3 separate regions of the Danio rerio genome follow, and regions 1 and 2 are each linked to region 3. The links are chromatin contacts, called in public HiCAR-type and Micro-C maps. All regions are on one chromosome and are shown on one strand. Each heading gives the region's core, a stretch centred on a gene start, on an enhancer-like site or on the middle of the called end of the contact. The rest is flanking DNA. Distances are from core to core; before and after follow the strand shown. Region 1 overlaps pgpep1l (pyroglutamyl-peptidase I like). Region 2 holds the start of ttc23 (tetratricopeptide repeat domain 23). Region 3 holds the start of fam169b (family with sequence similarity 169 member B).

Region 1 (5,128 bases), core at 1,457-3,956, 170 kb before region 3:
CTCTGAAACTATGTTTGAAACTATGTTATCATTAAGCACAGCTGCAAGCCTCCTGTGGGGCAAAACTGCAAAAATCTCTCTGTACCATTGTGTCACAGTGGGGGGACTGTTTCGTATTCATCTAATAAGGATGCGTTTTCTTGCCACAAGTAGCAGTTTATCAAACAATGTTTAACCTTTTGTGTCAAGGGTCATTGACAATGCTTGTGTTTTAGAGGGAGTGCCAAAAGAAAAAGACTGGGATCTTTTTTTTTTATTTGATCTTAAAAATCGTGCTAATTTCATACGCAACAAAGTTCCAGAATCTTGAAATGAGTTTGCTCTTCCAGAAGCAATGAAAGTATGTCCCAAGCTCTGTATGACACTTAACACAAAGAGCTGGTATAAACAGAGATTTTTATCCTGGTACATACACCGGTGTCGCAGGTCGGTGGCTGTCCAAGGTGCCCAGCTACAACTCGGGACACTTCATATTTCTGCTGTGCCACAGAGCACCATCTAATTAGTTTCCTTTTAAATAACATGATATTGTGCATGGGGCAGCGCAGCGGGTTGCGATGTTGTCTCACAGCAAGAAGGTCACTGGTTTGAGTCTCGGCTTGCTCAATTTGCATTTCTGTGTGGAGTTTGCGTGTTCTCCCCATGTTCGCATGGGTTTCCTCCAGGTGCTCCGGTTTCCAGCACAGTCCTAGTGAACTGGGTAGGCTAAATTGTCTGTAGTGTATGTGTGTGAATGAGATTGTATGGGTGTTTTCCTGAGATGGGTTGCAGCTGGAAGGGCATCTGCTGCATAAAACATATGCTTTGTAAATTAGCGGTTCATTCTGCTGTGGCGACTTCTGATTAATTGAGGGACTAAGCCAAAAAGAAAATGAATGAGAATGTGCGTGTCTGGTGTGCAATACCTGTAACTGTCATGAGCGCATCGTGGTGCGTCTGTTGTGCGATCCCCTTTTAGGAGTCAGTTCATTTTAGTAAATCACAAAAATTCAATGGAGCAAGAACACGTTACTCCTTTGAGCCATTTCAGTAGTAGACAATGTGATAAGGATATTCAGATTCTCTTGTTGTTTTTAGTGAATAAAAAAGATTAAACTACACTTTTGAGCCAGTTCATTTTCAGGAATACACAATCTAAACAGTGTTATCAGTTTCAAATCACTCTTTTGAGACAGTTCTTATTAGTAAATCAAATACACACAGTTCAAGTCATAATTATTAGCCCACCTTTGATTTTTTTTTCCTTTTTTAAATATTTCCCAAATGATGTTTAACAGAGCAAGGAATTATTCACACTGTCTGATGATATTTTTCCTTTTGGGGAAAGTCTTATTTGTTTTATTTTGACTAGAATAAAAGCAGTTTTTCATTTTTTAAAAACCATTTTAAGGTCAAAATTATTAGCCCCTTTAAGCTATATATTTTTTTCGATAGTCTACTGAACAAACCATCATTATACAATAACTTGCCTAATTATCCTAACCTGCCTAGTTAACCTAATTAAGACATTTAAAAGTCACATTAAGCTGTATAGAAGTGTCTTGAAAAATATCTAGTCAAATATTATTCACTGTCATCATGGCAAAGGTAAAATAAATCAGTTATTAGAAATGAGTTATTAAGAAATTAGTTTAAAAAAAATCTCTCTGTTAAACAAAAATTGGGGAAAAAAATAAACAGGGGGCTGATAATTCAAGGAGACTAATAATTCTGATGTAAACAGCATCTCCTTAGAGCCCAGTGTGACCAGTTAAAAAAACAGCAATGTTTTGGAGTCTGTATTGAAATATTATTAACTAAAACTACTCAGAATTGCTATTTGTAGTTTTGCAATAAATCTCAAATAAAGAAATAGCACTGAAAAACTTGAATGCAATTTAAAAGTGTTGCCTTGACCCTAGCTAAGGTTAGTATAATTATTAAAATGTCAAATTAAAGTTAAACAGAATCATTTAATAAAATAACAAAAGCTAAAGCATAACACCAAAATCAAAAAAGAAAACAAAAAAAAATTAAAATAAATGCATATTCAAAATGTTAAAGGGGCAAATTAGGTGACATTTCTCTCTTTATATAAATAATATGATCATTTAAAATGCAATTCATATTTTATAACATGTACAAATCTGATATACTGCAGTGCAAACAGCATTATAATGTCTATGAACTCCTGGTGTTTGGCACTCATCAACAGGTGGCAGTGTTCACTAGAGCTGGAGCAGAGCAGAGCAGATTGTTGTTGAAAACACAGCTTCTAGAACATTTTGTGGTTGGACAGTACACTACGCCAGCACTACTGTCCTAAACACTCCATAAACCTGTCTCATGTAAACAGCTGGGAACACACAAGCAGCAGCAAAAAAAGAAGAAAAAAATCCAAAACAAAAATAAAAATCACCAAACCCATTATCACAACAGTTTGGTGTGGTACTGTTCCACCACATCATGGTAAAATGCACAAACAAGCTAAGAATAGCGTCAGCTCTCACTGGCCCACTGAAATACATTTTCAGTGACCTCCAGCCGCAGGTTCAGAGTGGAGCTTCTCAGCACAAAACACACAGGCAAAGACATTCCACAGTATCAAATACTGCACCAGAGCTTTCTCTGACGAATGTTAGGCGCTAACGGAAAGTTACACTGTTCTGTGGGTTAACCTCCTCAGCCATTGCTTAAAAACAAAGTATTTTTTTTTTCTGGACAGAGGCCTGGCGTACGTGAGTAACCTGCCTGTTTTGCGTTGGTTGGAGCACAAATTCATAGCAGAGTCCATCTGTCATGACTCACTGAAGCAAATTCAATCCCAATCAGAAAACGTGATAAATCCTGCCCTGCTGTTTGCACTGATCTCTTTTCCAAAACCCACCGAGCTACTGTCCTGCCTTCTAAAGCAGATCCTGACTGAAAAGACAGCTCACAACTTACTGATATTCAGAGTGGAGTGATCTACACAAGTAAACATCTCCACAAATAGCACTTGTGGAAAACTGCATTCAATATCAATACCAAAAAAGTTTTACGTTAGCATGTTGCTAAGCTAAAGGTGCTAAAGGTGAGATATACAGCACTAGCCATAAAACAAACATCACCCTATTTTGACTACCTTTGGTACTTCTCTTATGTTTAATAATTCACATATTTCTTGATCATACATGTTATTTCATCAAGCTTGAATTCTCACAATGGTTTCTAGGACTGTCTGTTCTTTAAAAGATACAGTACGTGCAATGCTACTAACTTTAAACAGAAAATACATTTATAATACAAAAGATTTCTATTTAAAATGAATATAATACATTTTATTATAATAAATACATATTGTAATATTAATCCAATATAATACAATGTTTCACAGTACTGGCTTGGGGCTGGAAGGGCATCCGCTGTGCAAAACATGTACGGTAATAGTTGGCGGTTCATTCCGCTGTGGTGACCCCTGATAAATAAGGGACTATAAGCTAAAGAAAAATGAATAAATAAATAATACAATGTTAGAATGATTTCTGAATCTGTCATTATGGCTGCTGAAAATTGAGTTTTGCCAACACATAAATAAATAACATGTTAAAATACACTCACTTGCCACTTTATTAGGTACACCTTACTAGTACTAGGTTGAACCAATTTTGCTTTTAGAACTGCCTTAATTCTTTGTGGCATAGATTCAACAAGGTACTGGAAATATTCCTCAGAGATTTTGCTCCATATTGACGTGATAGCATCACGCAGTTGCTGCAGATTTCTCAGCTGCACAATCATGATGCGAATCACCAGTCCACATCCCAAAGGCGCTCTATTGGGTTGAGATCTGGTGACTGTGGAGTCCATTGGATTACAGTGAACTCATTGTCATATTCAAGAAACCAGTCTGAGATGATTTGCGCTTTATGACAAGGTGTGTTATCCTGCTGGAAGTAGCCATTAGAAGATGGGTACACTGTGGTCATAAAGGGATGGATATGGTCAGCAAAGATACTCAGGTAGGCTGTGGCGTGGACACGATGCTCAATTGGTACTAATTGGCCCAAAGTGTGCCAAGAAAATATCCTCCACACCCTTTCACCATCACCACCACCAGACTGAACCGTTGATACAAGGCAGGATGGATCTAAGCTTTCATGTTGCCAAATTTGGACCCGACCATCCGAATGTCACAGCAGAAACTGAGACTGATCAGACCAGGCAATGTTTTTCAAATCTTCTATTCTGCAATTTTGGTGAGCCTGTGCCTCCTCAGTTTCCTGTTCTTAGCTGACAGGAGTGGCACCCGGTGTGGTGTTCTGCTGCTGTAGCCCATCTGCCTCAAAGTGTTGTGTGCTCAGAGATGCTCTTCTGCATACCTTGGTTGTAACGAATGGTTATTTGAGTTACTGTTGCCTTTCTTTTAGCTGGAACTAGTCTGGCTATTCTCCTCTGACATCAACAAGGCATTTGCGCCCACAGAACTGCCGCTCACTGGACATTTTCTCTTTTTTGGACCATTCTCAGTAAACCCTCGAGATGGTTGTGCGTGAAAATCCCAGTAGATCAGCAGTTTCTGAAATACTCAGACCAGCCCGTCTGGCACCAACAACCATGCCATCTTCAAAGTCACTTCTTCCCCATTCTGATGCTCAGTTTGAACTGCAGCAGATCGTCTTGACCATGTCTACATGCCTAAATGCATTAAGTTGCTTCCATGTGATTGGCTGATTAGAAATTTGCGTTAATGAACAGTTGGACAGGTGTACCTAATAAAGTGCCCAGCCAGTGTACAGAGGTTATTACTAAAAATTGTAATCCTTTCAAATAAATGCAGCATTCTCTTTAGATGATAATGTCTGACACCTAGATAGACAACATACTAGATTTTGAAAGTCAGCTTCATAAAGGACAATGATGAAGCAAGAAATCTGTATGCCTTTTTATAATCCTAAAACAACAACACAGTGTCATGGTAGTACAATTCATACACTTAAAGAATAGAGAAACAACAAGCTCTACAAAATGTACTAGCAAACCATTCAAGGATCAGCATTCTGCACACTATTTCTGATTCCCTGCCCTTGTACATGATCCAAGCGTTGCTTAAATTCTCATGATATCACAAAAATGTGAGCGACATTCTGACTTGATGATGTTTAGCTGA
Region 2 (4,687 bases), core at 2,018-4,517, 230 kb before region 3:
TTGTCAAAAAGAGATGGACGGGAAATTAATAGCTATGCCCACTTTAATAGTGCAAACTCTAATACACTATGGTGTTTGTGTGTCTGATACACAAATGTAAAACAGACTGCACTTCATTGCATAACTTTATGAAGGCTGCCTACACAGGTGAGGAGTGAACAGCAAACAACTCAAAATGACAAAGGCAATGGTGATATAACCAACATAATGTGTATGAGTATAGCCAGACAGATATCTCTAATAGTGGGTCACTGCATGCATCTGTGGGTAGTAATGGTCAACAGCAAGATTTTAGGCCTAAATTAGCCTAGTGTCGTCCAAAATCTATCTATCTATCTATCTATCTATCTATCTATCTATCTATCTATCTATCTATCTATCTATCTATCTATCTATCTATCTATCTATCTATCTATCTATCTATCTATCTAACATTGCAATAGTTTTTATTTTGCAAAATATATTGTGATATGAATACAATTTCATCAGTTGACCTAATATCTCTATTTGGAAAGAATTTATAACATAAATAAACAATCTATAAATCTATTTTTTGGGGTCCCCCAGCCCATTTTCGTTGTGGTCTGTGTTATTTGCGGTGCATTTCTGTATTTGCATGTGTTGTGAGTATTTTCATGAACAACAATCTCTAAATACAATCAAGAAAAAGATACAATTGAAATAAAGTGTTTTATTGTTGCTCGAGTCTAACAGTATTGTAACTGAATGATAAAAATAATTCAATAAACTTAATTATAGTTAAGGACACAAATGGTACAATTTCTTATGCCTGAATGCTTTTAAAATCATACAATCACAGGCATCAAAAACACATGCAAATGATGAATATAACACAAACTCAACATTGAATCATTTATAAATTAATTTATCCACCAAATGGAGAAATATAATTTCTGTTATTTGTTGTTTGTTTTCCCAGTGATGGATTGCAGCTGAAAAGGCATCCGCTGTGTAAAAACATATGCTGGATAGGTTGGCGGTTCATTCCGCTGTGGTGACTCCTGATAACAGTTTTTCTCAGTCGCTTTGGTGCATTTCTCACAACACTATTTACATTTGCACAGCAGTCAATGCATTTCTCAAAACAATTAGTACAAATTGCAAAACCTAGCTGATAACCTGCATTATTCCTCAAAAGCAAGTATTCCAGTCAAATGGCTTTATCATGTTTGCATTATGACAGTGTACTCTGCACATTTTTTTCTAGTGCAAAAAAAGTCAGATTTTGGTGACACTTCCTGAAAATGCTCAAGACAGCACTATATACTATTTGTACAGCCATTTGAAAACTGCAGTAAAGTTAGACATCACTGCATTTAGTGAGGTATCTGAGTACAAGACACTGAAAATGTAGGTTTCACATTTTTACTGCATTTGCTCTTTGAAATTCTAAACTATTCACAGCAATATGCAAAAGAATAAACACAGCCTTATTTACAACAAACATAAACTTCCTTTGGGTAGAGCTGTGCACAACTGTAAACAATTTAGCAGTACATATTGGAACTGAACTTTCAACATACACAGGTCTGTAAATCATTCATGAAATTGTTCAGTTTAGAAGACATTTTCAAGAAAAAAAATTACAATTTTTATAAATTATTTTAACAGATTTTGACAACTAGTTCAACATTTTTGTATGTAATGACTCGAGTAATGAAATGAGGTCTATTAGTTTAATATGGAATGACTATTCAGCATTCACAGGTTTAGTTCATTTTGACTGACATGACATAAGCAAATGATGATTTTATAAAATAGCAGAGAGTTGTATAAGCAATTAATGCATGTCCAAATGCATCTGCAATTTGTTGAAAATAATGAGAAACTACTATGAAACTACTATGCTACTATGATGTGCACAAATGACTAATTGTTTTGAGAAATGCATTAACTGTTGTGCAAATGTAAATAGTGTTGTGAGAAATGCACAAAAGCCACTGGGAAAAACTGTAATATCTTAAATGAATTGCTCACTGTCCTTAAATGTTTCAGTCTTAAATATTTTTTAAGTGGTATTAAACCCTCAAGACGACTGAATGCTCAAGGTTGTAATTGGATACCTTTGTTGTTTTGCAGGCTATATAAGACCTGTTCATAATGCACTGCATGTCAGCTACCCACAATGTGGGCTTATGATAATGTGGTTCATGTTTTTTTCAAAATAGATGGCCATTTGCAATACATATACTCAGCAATGGGGTTTTAGTTTATTTATAGGCTACACAATCCCATTGAAATCCAATTTATTATCAGAATCAGAAAGAGCTGTATTGGGATGTTTACACATACAAGCAACTTGTATTCATGTATTCTGTTTCCATAGTTCAACAGAATGAGAGTACTGGACAAAAAAAATCACAGATAATAAAGGCATTAAGAAAGAAAGTAGTAAATAGAGAATAAAAATATTTTACAAAATTGAAAAATGTATGAACAGGTATATCACTATATACAATATTGTCTGTAATTTATTTATGTATAATTTAAAGTATTTATAATAAACTCTGCTGTCAACATGCATAAACGGTTTTTCTTTCTGCCATAAATATAAATGGATAACCTAACTATAGGTAACCTAATAAAGTCCTTCAGGTTAGCACTCCCTCGGTTAACAATTTAGCAATTTTACTAAAAACTATTAACAAAGACGCTGAGCGGTGTGGTGGCTTTGAATTAGGTAAGCTAAATTGTCCATAGTGTATGTGTGTGAATGAGAGTGTATGAATGTTTCCCAGTACTGTGTTGCAGCTCGAAAGGCATCCTCTGTGTTAAACATATGCTGGATAAGTTGGCAGTCCATTCCGCTGTGGCGACCCCTGATTAATAAAGGGACTAAGCCGAAAAGAAAATTAATGAATGAATTAACAAAGACTATAGGACACTTAATATTTAGTAGGCTACTTAAATGGGACCTTTTTTCTATAAATGCAGTATTATTGTAAATGTTAAAAATTTGATAAACGCATAAGATATTGAATTAGATAATCATAAATTATTACTATTTTTACGAGGTACTACATTTTAAATATTCAATTATAAATGAGCAATTTCCAACATGTACATTATTGGAAAGATTTAAAATACTTCTGAAGAAATTTACTGCTAAAAATATAAAGGTTCAGATGTATGTAAGAACAGAAGCATTATGGCGTTAAAATGCTCAATTATTATTTATCAATGTAGTGACTTGAGAGTCACATGACCCGCCCATGTGTAGGAATCAGCCAATCACAGCGTTTGTTTGGGTTTCGTGATAGTCGTTTCTCGGTTGCACAGGCACAGCTCTGACTTCCAGTGTGCCTGAAAAGATCGTTGCAGTCTTTGAAGAGCAATATAAAAGAGAAATCATTCTTACCATCAATCAAAAGCCGGCTTGTACTGTAATTTGACTGCTCAGTGTCATTTGCCTTCGCCATTAAAATGAGCCTGGCACCGCACAGCGGACCGTTTGGCGCATCACAGCAGGACTGCTCAGTCACTGCGCTGGATGAATCGTATGTATTCATTTTTCTAATAGTTCAGTCAAAAACGGAACATTCTCTTATTATTTTCTCTTTCTAGTCGTTTAAAACCAGTTTGACATTATTTGGTCTGTGGGAAAACAAAATGAGGGGTCAGAATGAGATTGTTAGGGACTCCTCAGCTCTCAGCTCAACTCCTACTCTGACCAATTTCTCATTCAGATGCAGAAGTGCCATCTGAAATTGTCTTCTAAAACACACTTTTTCTTTTAGTTTTCTGTATGTAGGTTTTGTGATTTCACTTTAATAGCAGAGAATAGATTTTTTATTATCTTTAAAAAGTGAATTAGGTTTACAGAAACATGAGAGGCTGTGGTAATATATAGAGGTAAAGTTGGTTTTATATTCGCACATTCAGACTTTCCCCTTAATAATAAAAATTTATAAAAGTATTATTTGCAAACTCTAAACAGTGAAATCATATTACCCGCCAATGACTATCAAAGTACAACATTGTTCACAGTCAAACAAACAGTGTTAATGTTGTTTTCAAGTCACACTTGCATGCTAATTCCAATCGAATATTCAAAGTAACATGGTAAACAGTATAGAGACTTCTAAATGAATGAATATGTGAATATAAAATCAACTTTAACTTTACCGCTATTGGAAATATGCATTTTAGAAGAAAAAAATCAAATGGTACTTAATTTTTTTTTTTACATCCGAACTCCATGCAGTGAAAGGGGGATGTTTCTCAACACCTAATATTGTAGGTATAATTCATCATGTTTTGAAAAACTGCTTAGCTCAGAACTTTTGCAGATTCACCAGCTTCAACATGAGCAGCAGTGGCAGTTCTGGAGAATACCTTCAGGAAGCAGATTCAACAATAATCTCACAGAAAGAAGATGGAAAGAATTACAGCATGATTACTCCTGCAGAGAAACTATCTCTTTGTGAGAGACGGGCTCATTCTTTTGCTGATAGTGAAGAGGTATGCATAGAATAATACTGTGCTCTGCAATATATAAATTATGCGTTAGGTAACCATATTAGTCCCACAGCATATCAATAATACATTATCATAATAAAAAAAATCACACCAGGCATGTTCACAATAATGTATTCTCTCTATCTCTTTTAAATACTTCTATAGAATCATGGTATTTTCATTTGTCTAGTAGTTGATTGTTTGATAT
Region 3 (4,685 bases), core at 900-3,399:
CGTACTTTTGTACTTAAATTTTTAAATTTTTAAATTTTTTTGCTTTCCTTATATCATTTGATCTCATTTTTTGCATTTTATCTTAATGCAAAATAATAATACGATGTAAAACATCTCTTGAAACTATTCAATAACTATATGTTTCTAAATTCTATAACTATGTGTTTTCTTAAGATGAATTCACAACTAAAAATAATAAATTAATAATTTTGTTTTAAAAACTAAATCTTTACTGTTTTGACTGCTGGACTGGTCGATGACTCAAGGTGGGGGACGCTCACCGTGCAAAATATGATAGAAAACAATGTTATATATAATTTAAGTATCATTCATTCCTTCATATTCTTTTTGGCTTAGTCTTTTTATTAATCTGGGGTCGCCACAGCCGAATGAATCGCCAACTTATCCAGCACATGTTTCATGCAGCGGATGCCCTTCCAGCTGCATCCCATCACTGGGTAACACCCATACACTCTCATTCACAAACATACACTACGGGCAATTTAGCCTGCCCAATTCACCTGTACCGCATGTCTTTGGACTGTGGGGGAAACCGGAGCACCCAGAGAAAACCCACATAAGCGGGGAGAACATGCAAACTCCACAGAGAAATACCAACTGACCCCGTGAGGCGACAGCACTATCTACTGTGCCATCGTGTCGCTCAGTATTATTTATACTTAGGTATTTATTTGGGAGCCCTCAGATTTCCTGGGGCCCTAAGCGACTACTGGCCTTGCTTATTAATTAATCCACCTCTGCATATTTATACACTAAATATGTAAACATACGTTAGAATAAAATCAGTAAAAACACTTTTTTATAAGGGAAAGAACAAATATTACAGATATATGCATGTCTGTCAAGGGGACAAAATAGTAGAATAGTAATTTTCTCACTTCTCAAATTTCAAAGTTAACATTTTAATAAGGGACCAACAAATATTTCAATTAAAAATATGCAATCCTTGAAACAGTTGTATGAATGTATGATATACAGTTGATACACAAATAAATGGGTTATTTTATGCTGTCTGTCTGTTTCACGGTTATGAAAAATGCTAGAATAAACCCAAGCTCATGGATGTTATACAATTATGTATAATTACAAAAATGAGGTGTTATGCTTTATGAAATAGCCTACTTCAAGTTTCTATAAACTAATGTAAAGTACAGCGTGAAGTAATTTTATGCAATATGTAACAGGAGGTCTGTGTTTATGTATCCTAAAAGAACCTTTGTCAAAAAAATCATTCAGTTTTTAAAAAAGTGGAATTTCACTTTGTCTTATAGGATTTAAAAATGTAAATGGACATTCATAATTTTTAAATGGATTTCCACTTTGTCTTATAAGATTTTAAAATCCTTATGGGCATTATGACTCCTATAGGTCCTTCAGGATCTGATTTTGATTTTTTAAATTATTAGACACTGTGTTTTTTCTTTTCTTTTTTTTTTAAATGGAATTTCACTTTGTTCTATAGGATATTTTTGATTCTATCAATTAATTATTTTTAGATTACTATAGTAAAGGAGGTTTTTTATTTTTTCCAAAGACCTGTGATTTTTCTTAAAGTAATGACTATAATATAAAGATATAAAAAATAGATAATTATAATAAACATTTCAAGTCAAATTACCAAATATAACAATAGTACATACATTTAGTTAATTTGTCATTTATTTAATCATTCTAATCAGTCTTGCTAATAACAAAAAGAAATAAAATAACAGCAAAAAACAAACAAACAAACAAACAAACAAACAAACAAACAAACAAACAAACAAACAAACAAACACTTTACCTAAAATTAAAATTGTACTTACCTTTGGGGCATCCAGGATAGATTTTTTACATTAGTACATGCTCATGATCATTTTCTGATGCTGTCTATTAAAGATAACATTGTTATAAATTATGTTCACTTGCATAGACCTATCGTTTTAATTTATAAATCTTCAATATTTTGAGTTATTCTCTTTGTATATGTGTATTCACCTGTATATGTTTTTTTTTTACTTTCATAGTGCCAGTAACGTTACCCATTGTATTTTAAATCATGCAAATCTTGTAAAAACCTCACCTGAATAAATATTATAGTGTGAAATATCCTAAACCCTCTGCAGTTTTAAAAAATTCATGAATGATTTCTTCTCTTTAGCTTTCAGAAACCCTAGATGGCGCTGTTCTATTTCGAAACATTCAAAGGTCGAACTACCAAAATGGAATCCAGCTCTAAACTGGAGAATAGTGGTGAAGGTAAGAGCAGACATACAGCATTTCCTCAGTTAATTACCCAAGTATTATCAAATTTCTGTATGTTTAATGGGAGCTTTTAAAAAAGTTGTTTTTCATGTAAACAAAATCGCGCAACTGTTCAGCTACGTCACTCAGACAGTTGATAGGTCACAGAAGCGCCGTCAATAAAATCTTACTATACGAAAAACATTGACATAAAGCCATCATGGACCTTAAAGCTTGAGTTATTTACTGTTTAAACAAATGTGGTTTTCTAGTGAAACCCTATCCTGTGGATCTACCTGTGGAGAATTATGGAGAGCTGAGCGTAGGATATGACGACCTGTCCAGTGTCCATTCAAGAGATGCCACACATATTACCCACACTAATGGAGAGAAAGTGAGAACAAATACAATAGCCTACCATTCAATACAAAAAAATAGTTATACCCTAAATCTTATTGGTTTTAATAGCTTATTGGTTTTACACATAAATTATTTACCCAAAATCTGAAAATGTATTTTATAAGGTCTGCAAACAGAATCATTTTGTTTGTTTGTTTGTTTTATTGCGCTATTAAGGCAGGATTTTTTTTGCATAATTAATAAATTAATTAATAACTAAAAAGAAAAAAATCTTTGGATTTATGAGGAATGTTTTTTCACAGTGCAAAGGATGAAAAAATAACAATTCAAATAAAAAAATCTTTGAAACTTTACAACTTTTTTCCTGGTTTCTCATGTAATGGAGTGAAAATATTACATAACAAATTGTGTTTTACACAAATAATCTAAACATTTGCATATTGTCCAATAGCATAACTGAAATATATATGTATAAAACAAATAAATATGCATACATTTACACCCACTTACATAAATAAATTAAGTGACAGCATCAACCATCTGCGGAAATAGGCAAGCACAGATTCAATGTGGTCCTATTTACTATTCACACACCATCAAGTTTTTTTATTCTTGTATGTGTTTCTGTTTTTCTGCTGAACACAAAAGAAGATATTTTGTAGCATGTTGTTAACTAAAATGTTTGATGGCCCCCACTGACCTCTATATATATCGGCAAAAATAATATGGAAGTCAATAAGGACCAACTGTTTAATTACTTACATGTTTGGAAGAAACAGAGTGTGTGTAAATGATGACATAATTTAAATTCCTCATTAAAGAGTAATATTTGTGTTTACAGGTGAAAGTAAGCAGTGAGAACATTGGTCAGCTCTTGTTTCTGAATGATGGTGATTTATCACATTTTATTCTTGCTCTTCACACACCCGAGGATGAATCTCAAGGTCTGACTCCACACAATATAACACTATCCTTCCTATGCCACTTTTGAGTCATACGGTCTATTTAGATAATAATATAAACCCTGTTATTTTAGTGGTTGCCATGTTCCTGCAAGGCAAATGGTGGCCTGTTGGTGATGTTTTAAAGACGTCAAACAAATCCAGATGTGGACTTTTGTTAGTGAGTAACACAGTCTGACAGACTACATTTTAGTCTGCAATGTTTTGAGCAGAAATAAAATCATCATTTCCACGATAGCCATGACAGATATTGTCATCCCAGGTGGAGTCTCTGATGGAGAGAGTCGTGCTATTCCTGCTCAGCCAAGTTATATTTGGGATTCTGGAAAGGCCTCTTGAAGATGACCTATATTTTTCTGCCTATTCTTTGAGGGAACATGGCAAAATCCTGTGGCAAGATGGTGAAGCTGTTGGGTTTTATACTGTCAAGAAAAAGGGTAATGTGTTTGGAAATAAGGTTGTAGTATTTTTAGAAATTTATGGTGGATTTAAAAAATTGTTTTCATTATTTTTCTGTTTTTTATAGGCAGTCTGTGTAATGGCAGCACTGGCCAGAGTTATCGGCTCCCTGTGTTGGATACTGTGTTTGTTCGCCCTCGCTGGAGAAGGACTGGACTTGCTTTACAGATGCTGGAAGATTTCTGCTCATCTCAGCCTTTTGAGTGCATTCTGGGAATTAGCTTTCCTATGTCTCCTAGCATGTATGGAGGTAGGTGTACATTAGGATTAAAAATATGCTGATTTTGTGCTCAAGAACCTTTTTTTTTGTATCATCAGTGTTGAAAACAGTTGTTCAAGATGTTTTTGTGGAAAATATGATATGTTTTTTAGTATTATTTAAAGGGATAGTTCAAGTACAAAATACAAATTTTGTCATTATTTATTCACAACTCTAAACCTTTTACTCCTTTTGGACAGAAAATTAGATATTTTGAAGAATGTTGTAAACATGTTTACTTCCATATTGTCTTTTTCTACTTTTAATTTAATTAAAAAAAAAAATTCTACTTTAATTTTTTAAATTTCTTGTTTTGCTCAACAGAAAAATCGTATAAAGGTTTAACTGTGAGTATATATATATATATATATATATATATATATATATATATATATATATAT

The links. Hi-C and Micro-C count contacts between places; a contact is called where the count stands out from the background. HiCAR-type assays count read pairs that join an accessible place to other places.
Region 1: a HiCAR-type map of caudal fin shows a contact between it and region 3, with 16 times the contacts expected there. The contact joins the enhancer-like site here to the promoter of fam169b in region 3. A contact is called at or near these places in 4 of 18 Hi-C or Micro-C datasets (caudal fin, embryo, hematopoietic stem cells and 1 more) and 3 of 4 datasets of contacts at active chromatin or transcription factors (caudal fin, embryo and pancreas).
Region 2: a Micro-C map of caudal fin shows a contact between it and region 3, with 16 times the contacts expected there. The contact joins the promoter of ttc23 here to the promoter of fam169b in region 3. A contact is called at or near these places in 8 of 18 Hi-C or Micro-C datasets (caudal fin, embryo, fin fibroblasts and 2 more) and 3 of 4 datasets of contacts at active chromatin or transcription factors (caudal fin, embryo and gastrula embryo).

The regions. Positions count from the first base shown.
Region 1 is chr18:22,272,970-22,278,097 of GRCz12tu, forward strand. The region is part of intron 4 of pgpep1l (pyroglutamyl-peptidase I like); the gene reads left to right. The region is part of intron 20 of igf1ra (insulin-like growth factor 1a receptor); the gene reads right to left. Among named protein-coding and RNA genes, the nearest start is that of synm, 17 kb to the left of the region's middle. Within about 2 kb of position 2,707, at least 10 of the 62 cell types and tissues checked have an H3K27ac peak or open chromatin away from gene starts, as enhancers often do. A contact at or near this core is called in caudal fin and pancreas, where this site is marked.
Region 2 is chr18:22,210,987-22,215,673 of GRCz12tu, forward strand. ttc23 (tetratricopeptide repeat domain 23) reads left to right here and starts at 3,268. Exons shown (of 11, transcript XM_073930314.1): 1 at 3,268-3,518; 2 at 4,311-4,482. The coding sequence starts at 3,445.
Region 3 is chr18:22,446,910-22,451,594 of GRCz12tu, forward strand. It overlaps fam169b (family with sequence similarity 169 member B), which reads left to right and starts at 2,150. Exons shown (of 9, transcript NM_001386842.1): 1 at 2,150-2,259; 2 at 2,517-2,638; 3 at 3,446-3,548; 4 at 3,641-3,726; 5 at 3,829-4,003; 6 at 4,093-4,275. The coding sequence starts at 2,178.